Regions from separate parts of the Podarcis muralis genome. Here region 1 is linked to region 2. A link is a contact called in public Hi-C data. All regions are on one chromosome and are shown on one strand. The core of a region is the stretch at or near the end of the contact, and the rest is flanking DNA. Distances in the headings are between cores, read along the strand shown.

Region 1 (4,811 bases), core at 1,622-4,121, 130 kb before region 2:
CCCTTGGATAATTTGGTCCCAAGTTGCTTATGTCTGTAAACACCTAAAACCAAAGTCTTGAACACTGGTTGGTACCATGCTGACAGCCAGTAAATCTCCCTCAGCAGACGTGTTACATAGTGTTGGTGTCAGGGACTGGCATGACACTGACGAGTGTGCACTGGGGGAAGGAGGGCTGTGATTTGTGGGAAACTGGACCAGCCAGGAGGCCAGAGGCAGGGGCAGCTTCTAGAGCAGGAAGAAACAGGTCAGACAAGAGCTAGGCGCTTCCCCACCTTCTCCTGCACCACTGTCTCTCAGAACCAGGAAGGGATTGAAAAGGGCTGAATCGAGGAAGTTGCCACAAAGGCACAGACTGCAGCTGTGTGTACATAGCCCTTTGGGGGAAGGTATATAAACTGGTGGAGGGGGAGTGGTCCCTTGCATAGAGTGGGAACAGCTGCCAAGATGTTAGAACTGGTGTGTGTAGGAATCCAGAGCTGTAGAAGTGACTATTATCTTTTGCACTAAAGAGTTAACTATATCTGCCTGTGCATTCCTTTGGCTGGGAAATGCCCTTGACAGTTGATGGGATGTTCCAGTCAACAACTTAGCTGCTGCACTCCAGCTGCAACTTCTAAACTAAGCCTGGAGGAAGCCCTACATTGAGCACATTGAAGGAATATCATCTTGAGGTTGCCACAACGGCCAAGCTATCTCAGTCCAGGAATGGCCATAGGTCTCTTACTAACTGACCTGCTACAGAGACCTGCTAAAGGGCAGGAAACTGCAAGAAGGAAGTAGCAGGAGGGAATGACTCGTGGTTGTCTGTATACTAATGCACAGAGTATGGGAAACAAGCAAGATGAATTGGAGCTGTTAATGCAGGATGGCAAATATGACCTACCGTAATAGGCATTACTGAAACCTGATGGGATGAGACTCATGATAGGAATGTGTCATAGACTTATAGGGGATCTTTCTGGTGGGCACCAGTGTCTACTTGGATAACTAGTTTCCTGGGATTTCTTATAAGTTAATAGTGTAGTTATGCCAATTAATGCGTATAAGGAAATTCCATGTGTCCCAGTAGCGGACCTCCATTTTGGGGCCCCTGAAGCTTGAGTGGTCATGGGGCCCCTTCACAACCAGCAGTGAGGTCTGGGTAACCCCTGCTTTCTTCAGAACACCTTTACAACATCTGTGCTACTGACTCTCAAACTTTGGGATTGTAAAAATATATGCAACAAAAAATTGATCCATTTGAATCATGCAAGTCAAATTGAGTCTACTAGATCCCCCCAAATTAAGCAACGTGGACCCCTTCAGGACTAGGGACCCTGAAGCTTAAGATTAATTTGTTCCATAGTAGATCCACCCCTGGTGTATCCTAACTATATCAAAGTCCAGAGATTTCATAGCAATAATATGTTCTACAGGAAATGTTTCTATGCAGGTGCTCTGGGAAAACAATATTTTCATACATAGCGTGTACCTGAATAAATAGGGACGCGGTTGGCACTGTGGTCTAAACCACTGAGCCTCTTGGGCTTGCTGATCAGAAGGTCGGCGGTTCGAATCATCGCAACGGGGTGAGCTCCCGTTGCTTGGTCCCAGCTCCTGCCCACCTAGTTTGAAAGTATGTCAAAGTGCACGTAGATAAATAGGTACTGCTCTGGCGGGAAGGTAAATGGCGTTTCCGTGCGCAGCTCAGGTTTCGCCAGAAGCTGCTTAGTCATGCTGACCACATGACCCGGAAGCTGTCTGCAGACAAATGCCGGCTCCCTCGGCCTATAGAGCAGTGTTTTTCAACCTTTTTTGGGCAAAGGCACACTTGTTTCATGAAAAAAAATCACGCGGCACACCATTAGAAAATGTTAAAAAAATTAACTCTGTGCCTATATTGACTATATATAAAGTAATTCTCTTGAATAGGAATCAAATAAACACAAAGAAAGTATTTTATAATTACTTTATTATGAAATAGTAAGTAAACAGAAATATGAAAAATTATAAAATACCTTACTTTTAAATCTTTCAAATTTTTTATTTTTTCCCACGGCACACCAGGCAACATCTCGCGGCACACTAGTGTGCCACGGAACAGTGGTTGAAAAACACTGCTATAGAGTGAGATGAGTGCCGCAACCCCAGAGTCATCCGCGACTGGACCTAATGGTCGGGGTACCTTTACCTTTACCTTACTCAGATCTAGAAATATTTTCTGAATTTCTTTTTAACCATAACAGTTTCACCTACTTACCTTTTATCAACTACACACACACACACACACACACACACACACACACAGAGAGAGAGAGAGAGAGAGAGAGAGAGAGAGGGGTCATTCCGCTTTATTAGTTCTGAAATGCCAAATCACTGCACTTTTATTGTCTGGCATTTGGAGGACACAACAGAAGCAGTACAAAAACAACAACTCTTGAATAACTGTGATATGAAATATTATAGGATTTCAGCCGCAAGCTATAGGACAGGCACAGATGGGAGGGGAAGCAATATGTGCACCCCAAAACCTTTGCAGGCATTGAAAGCAGGGTTATGCATGAACACCCTGGTACCATCATGAGCTTAGATGATCATGAGCAACTTCCTCATTTGATATTGTGAGACAAACACGATGGTTCACTAGTTTTCTCTTTTGCCGTTTTAGAATTCACTTCTTGAAATGTAGTTTTGTCCAAACTAGGTTAGGTATAGATAATCAGGCAAAATTAGGGTATTCTTCTTAAGCAACTGGGAAAGGCTTTCAAGCATTTGAAGTGCACCTTCTGTAGAAGCGTAATTAAAAACGACAAGGGAAAAAAAGCCCCTGAAATCACATGTCTGAGGGTGGGTGACTAAGCGTAACTTTCTTCCTCTTAAGTAAAAATGATGCAATACCGTCTTGTATCCTTCTATGTGACCTGCTCTCGAAATGGTTTATAGACATAGAAACATGTTCCTGCTTGTTATGATTCTCTCCGTTTGTGGATTTACTGTGGCAGAAGAAAGACACCTGCTTTGCAGTTCAGACGACGTAGACATTTTATATTCCAACTGCAGTAAGTAAAGTATCAGATGGCTCTAATTTCCAATAGCGTTTGTGAAATAATTAGGATCACTTCCCCCTTTCCCCCTTTCCTCCAGGTGTTTTCATTAGGATTGCACATATTAATTTCTGTCTCCAATTTCCATTTATTTAAGTAAGACAGAAAAAAAGAGTGTGTTGCAAATAACGCTGGAGAACAACACAAATAATTGCTGGCTTTTATAGTTTTCAAGGGAGATCAGCCATTGCTTCTTGGTCCTAATATACTTTGGTGGTATCAGCGATATTTCACACTTGGCACATACTAGCTGAGGGCCAAATTCAGTTATTTTCATGCATCTCACGTCTCTTTAAACAGTTGCAAATAGCAGTTCTGTGGGGGTAGGGGTGTGATTTGAATGTGACCAGGCCAGGATATGTGCATAACTCTTTCTACCTGCCTCCATTTCCCCCCAACAGAAGTCACACACACTGTTATTTGCTACATTATGGAAAAAGTTATGTGTGCATGCTAATGTGACAAGCAGCAGTTTAAGGGAAGCAATTTTCACAGGGGAAAGTGTGTATGTGTATAAAGGTTTACACCCCTCGCCCTGCATATCAGTGCTGATCTGGGTCGGCCTCCCCCGAGGTGGCTGCCATTTCTAAAACTTCACACAGATCAGAGATGCTGGTGCCTCACCCAGTTTGTTTGTCCCTCTGTGAGCCTGTAGACAGCTTCCTCATTCCTCATTCACCATCTTAACACTCTGTAACGTATTATCATTGGGCCTCTGCCAAGCTCTTTCCTGGAAACTTCTTCCTCTTCCTCTTTTATGACTTTCACTTGGCCTTGATGAAGATATCATGCTACTGCTATTGTGTGTCCAGGCAGAGACCCCCCAGCCCAGAGAGACGATCAGAAGGAATAATGACTCGTGACAAAGTGTTATGGAATAAAAATTGGCCACAACTTTATTAAACCTTTCAGATGTAGGAAGACCTTGGCTTAGGCATTGGGCGTGTATCTCTCCCAGCTCCATCAGCCGGGGGAACTGGGGCTCCTCATGGTGAATGGGAGGGTGCACAGCAAGATGCTTGTGTATGCTGGCAGCCCACCCCATATCCCTGCAAGGTAGGGAAGTTCACTGACAACCTTTCAGTGTATGGCCAGTGACTCCCACATACAAACCCCTTTAAGAGGGGACCTTGGAATTGCCGCCCTGGGGGGGGGGAGGTTGTGAATTCACTCCCCCCCCCATTAAGGGAAGATAGACTAAAGGATTCCGCGGTTGCTGTCAGCTCCGCCTCCTATTTAAGCAACTGGCCCCACTTCCCTGTGGTGCTGATTGGCTGAGGTTAGGCGGGAACCTCCAATGATTAGCACAGGGAGGGAGGCCAGCCCAAACAGCTGGTGGGTCCCACATGACCAAGGTGCTGTGCGTGGTCCCACAAAGGGCACCCACAAAGGAAGGTGTGAGCGCTCATTGTTTAGAAAGTACAGGTGGTTAGCTAAAGGAGTGCTTAAAAATATTTATGTGGATAACCATAAAAGGGTGGCTTCACTGTATATCCAAGTGCATGACCACAGATCAATGGATAAAGTAGCACAATGCAACATGGGTGTCTGTAGTACTGTACTCCAGTGTGATCAGGATGAAAAGCCAGAGAGACAGAGCAATGCTTGATTTCTGTTTGAATCCAAGGCTGCTGCGATGCGAAAAGCAAGACCCTTTTGGAGTGGTTTTTAATTTTTTTTTAAACAAAACTGATTCCTTATTTATTTTATAAGCTTTTTAGATTT
Region 2 (4,733 bases), core at 575-3,074:
CAGTGGGAGAGCATGTAAACAGAGTAGATCAATGAATTAATTTAGACTGTCACCCTAAATGAGTTGTTTCAGAGCAGCGTGACTCCTAGAGTTCATAAATGTTTTCTGCTGAGTTGCTATATGAATTAAATCACAATAGTCACTTCTCTAATATGATTTTTCATCTAGTTATAATCATGATATTTTAGTTTAAGAGAACATGCATTCATTTGTCTGGTTAGTCAGCCTACAATCCTTCCCACACTTTCCAGGAAATATGTTACACTGAACTTGTTGAGACTCATGAGGAAACATGTATAGGATGACTCTGTTTTTGCTCTTCTGCATTTCTAAGATGAAATGCAATCTAAATTTGAAGCTTTGCCATAATGAGTACAGTAGTTGTTTGGGATGTTCAATTTTTTTTTTTAAAAAAAGAAGGCTAGGATAAAGTAAGGTAAGAACAGCAGAATGCATTTATCATTAATGTAATTTCATTATAAATCTTTTTTCAATTGTAGTCTTTGAAATAAAATCTCTTTATTAAAACAAAATGTAGCAATCCCCATATTTTGTACTTAGTAATCAGATCTGAGGCTCAATTCACACAGGCAGCAGATCTGTAGGTAAGATGTCCAGTTTTACATACCACTCTCACATTGCAGATATAACAGGACCTTATGTGACTTGCTGAGATTACAAAGCAAGTGTGTAAGAGAGCTTGGAAAAATCCCAAGCAATTGCCTGGCGCCTCTCTTAAAGGCAACTACACACGAGAAAGTCCTATGGGACCCAGTGGATCTCACTACTAAGTATATTTAGGACTTGAAGGGTAGGGTCTTAACTTTGAATCTGGACAACTAGGAAACTGGAGTACGGTATTCTACTTAAGTCATGTTATGCATCACGAGGGATACAAAAGTTTCTAACAGCAGCTAAATGGCTTTTGTATTGTATTTGTGAGCCCTGCTGTTGTTTCTCCATGTCCATCCTTGTATTCCCCTGTTTCCAGATCACATTTTCACATTTATGATTTGAGTAGAGCAGTGAGTAGTAGTAAAAGTAGTCTTTTTTTTCTTTTTAAAGAACTTATCTGAATTGTGACTTCTTAAGCTCCTAGTGCAATATGATAGCACACAATATGACAGTCCAATTTGTACGGCACTTCTGGTATTAAATTGAAATGGTTGCCACCTTCGTTGCCAACGAATGAGGCACTGAGGGAGAAAGCAGTGCCCTTATGTCCTTAAAGAGAAATCATGATCACAGGTGCCTTCAATTTGCTCCAGAACTTTAATCTGTTCATTACTCTAGACAGAATTATGTACAACTGGGAATACAGGAAGCACCTTCCAAAATGGCTAGAAATTCCCATGGGAAACATGGGAAAAGAGCCAAGCAGATTGCAGATTCCACATTGCTCAGTCTCATGTAGAATAGAGATGTGTTTGGAGTTGCAGGGTTTTGTTGTTGTTGTTGCTGCTTTACACATATACACATGATTCATAATTATCTCACATAATATAGTTTATATGCGCATTGGGGGTTTCAAGTAAAACTTTCCTCTTTGTGGGTATGCCTTGCATTTTAATATATGTATTATTGTATTATGATTTTACATTGTTGTAAGCCACCCTGAGTTAGAGATAGATAAAAAGATACATGGATTCAAAATGCATATAATTGGTTAACAAAAATGAAAACTCATTTGTTTGGAACTTCACTGTAGGACACAGATAACCCCCCCCCCAAATCCCTTCCATTTGCCCAACCATTTCTCGAAATATGGAGACCTCTTGTGGTCATTCAGGGACATGTTTACTGGATGCATGTTCATCACTCCTACAGGCTGTGTGATTTCTAGAAATAGCAGGAAATCTCGAGGAATCTTGATAATAGACAAGAGTGTACTTCATCAGAAGCTGTTTCCTCTCAAAGTAAGTTAGTGCCACAAGATATGTATTTGTCTTTAAGGCAGGGATGGAGAACCTATGTCTCTCCAGGGGTTGTTGGACATCAGCTCCAGCTAGCATGGCCAGTGGTCAAGAATGATGGGACTTGTAGTACAGGAACATCCAGAGGGCCAAGAGTTCCCAATCCCTGTTTTAAATTGTTGTAGAACTCTTCCTTTTTCTGGCTACGTTTCTATAATTTATTCATCTAGATTTAATGTGTCTGATTAGTGATACTCTTGCATATAAATATAAATATAAATTCTGTTTCTGACAATGCAATCCTATTCATATCTACTCAGAAGAAAGTTTCATTGACTTCAATAGGACTTACTCCCAAATTAATTCAGTACAGGATTGCAGTTTGACACTCTTATTAAGGAAGTTGGCTAATCTAGAGTTCCATCATCAAATTTTGGTCTTGTGTTTATAGATTTTGCATCACCATTTTTCACTTTCTGAATGTTGCCCTTATTCAGAACATTGGTAGGAGCCAGATGTAGACAATGTCTCACAATACATCCCCTATTGTATTTGCATATAGTCTATTTAACATTACTCAACATTGCTTTTTCTTTTTTTTAATATTCTTGAAGGGCTCCCCACCTTTCGTTATAGGCTGGCTATGGTAGCCTATAGAAAATAAAACATCTCATTCATGCACACAAACAATTGTGCTCCCTAGGTTTTAAAACATATTTATATTTATTTGTAATTTCCACCCTGCTGTCAGTAGTGCACATTTTATTTGACATCATTAAATGCATGCTAATGCTGAAATATGAAAAAAAAAATATTATATGCAACCATTTTTGACAAAAGCAAGGTAAATTAATCAACATGGAGTGTAATGAGGAACCATTAAAATTCAAGGAAGGAGTTTAATCAATTTGTAGAAGTAGAGGAATGGAAGGCTAAGTTTGCAAGGGATTAGCATAGCCTCCTGTGCTCTCTTTAAACATTTTCTCTTTGTAGAACTTACCTCCTTTCTTAACATGTGAAAATCAGATAAAATAATTCTTGGAGGGCTGTCAGGTTTTTGCTGTCTCAGATAAAATAATTCTTGGAGGGCAATCAGGTTTTTGCTGTCTCAGATGTAAATTCTTGACTGGAATCACAATTTGCCTTCATTTTTATTTTTTATTTTTTTGCAAATTAGAAAATAGGATACATACAAGAGAACCCTCTTCCAATTCTTTGTGTTCTGCATTTATATAGGTTCCCTCTGTTGTTGTTGTTCTCCCTCTGTGCCTCTTTTAAATCTCCCTAGGTTCAAACTGATGGCAATTTCAACACTTCTCCCATTTCAGGTTCCAAGGGAGTCTAAGGGCATCGTCAGAATAGCAGCTTCATCTGTCAGCAGTGAGCATGCTCAGTCCATGGAGCAGACTCAGTAACGACGAGAGAGCAAAATCTCATAGGTAGAATCTCGGAGTGGTGAGTTGAGCCGAGAGAAAAGGTGAAATGGCAGAAGAGAAGGAGGACCAGGCTTCAGGGGAAATGCCTCCAGCTGAAGTGTATTTGAAGACAGATGACAAACTGATCCTCTATCATTGGACTCAGTCCTTCAGTTCCCAAAAGGTGAGTAGCTAGTGTGGCTGTTTCTAAGAATGTCAGATTTCAGAACCCGGACAGCTCCCTCTGTATGTTTTGCCCACCTAAAAGGTGGTTGCTGGGTGTGGATGGACACTCTGTTTATCTAAATGCAGCTGCAAGAATGCATTTGGAGAAAAAAGGAGGGAGAGGGGAGAGTAGGGAAAGGGGAGCCCAGTGTGCTTCTTAAACAGGCCTCAGAGCCCTTACAATTGTCATAGTCTAGGGATAGCCAATGTGGTGCCCTTCAGATGCTATTAGACTTCAATTCCCACCAGCCCAAGCCAGCATGGCCAAGGGTCAGGGATGATGGGAGCTGTAGTCCCAACAACATCTAGAATGGACCACACTGACTACCTGTCATATAATTTTATTTAATTTAAAACAGTTAGCTGTTTCCAAGAATAAATAAATTGAGCAGCAAAAGGGAGAAACAATATTTGCTTGCTTCTTCATACATGGTTTTCTTTACAGAGACCACAGAGTGCATTTAGGAAATTAATGGGTATCATGTTGTGAGAATGTCCCTACCAGAATCCACCTGCAATGTTGAACCAAATTAAATAGTATGTTACTCATTTTCAAAACAGCAGCAGCAGCAGCAACAACAAATTAATTAATTAATGTTATATGTATAATGTTTTAATAATGCTGTTAGTTTCAGATTCTTCATGTGTGTTTCCAAACTCTATTAATAGGAAATATGTATTTTTAATAGGACAGCTGTAAAGCTTCGACAAGAATGTTCATATATATTTTTCAGGTGCGTTTGGTGATTGCTGAAAAGGGACTAAAATGTGAAGAGCATGATGTAAGCCTTCCACTGAGTGAACACAACGAGCCTTGGTTTATGCGTTTAAATGCATCTGGAGAAGTCCCTGTACTCGTCCACAGAGAAAACATAATTTGTGATGCAACTCAGATTGTTGACTATCTTGAAGAAACTTTTGTGAATGGTAAGAAGAGTCCTTTGGTGATTTTTCGTAATGTAAATGTTGGGTGTGAGTTACACCTTGCTGCATGAGGATTTGTTTACAGGTGCCCAAATGCTTGCCCAAATGTTACCGATTGTCTACAGATGCCCAAATGCTTCTAGGAGGGTCACATAATGTGCAGTTTAGTCCTTGTGGCACACTGAAAAATGGGGTTAGGAAATGGGGTTTGTTGAACCTGGGATCTCCTGCAAAGAAAGCTTGTGCAGTACCACTG

Evidence for each region. Hi-C and Micro-C count contacts between places; a contact is called where the count stands out from the background.
Region 1: a Hi-C map of blood shows a contact between it and region 2, with 5 times the contacts expected there. The contact joins the promoter of LY96 here to the promoter of GDAP1 in region 2. A contact is called at or near these places in 2 of 3 Hi-C or Micro-C datasets (blood and tail).

What each region holds. Positions count from the first base shown.
Region 1 is chr8:32,221,354-32,226,164 of rPodMur119.hap1.1, reverse strand. LY96 (lymphocyte antigen 96) reads left to right here and starts at 2,871. Exons shown (of 4, transcript XM_028736683.2): 1 at 2,871-3,041. The coding sequence starts at 2,915.
Region 2 is chr8:32,087,148-32,091,880 of rPodMur119.hap1.1, reverse strand. GDAP1 (ganglioside induced differentiation associated protein 1) reads left to right here and starts at 1,824. Exons shown (of 6, transcript XM_077932906.1): 1 at 1,824-1,916; 2 at 3,242-3,512; 3 at 4,288-4,480. The coding sequence starts at 3,396.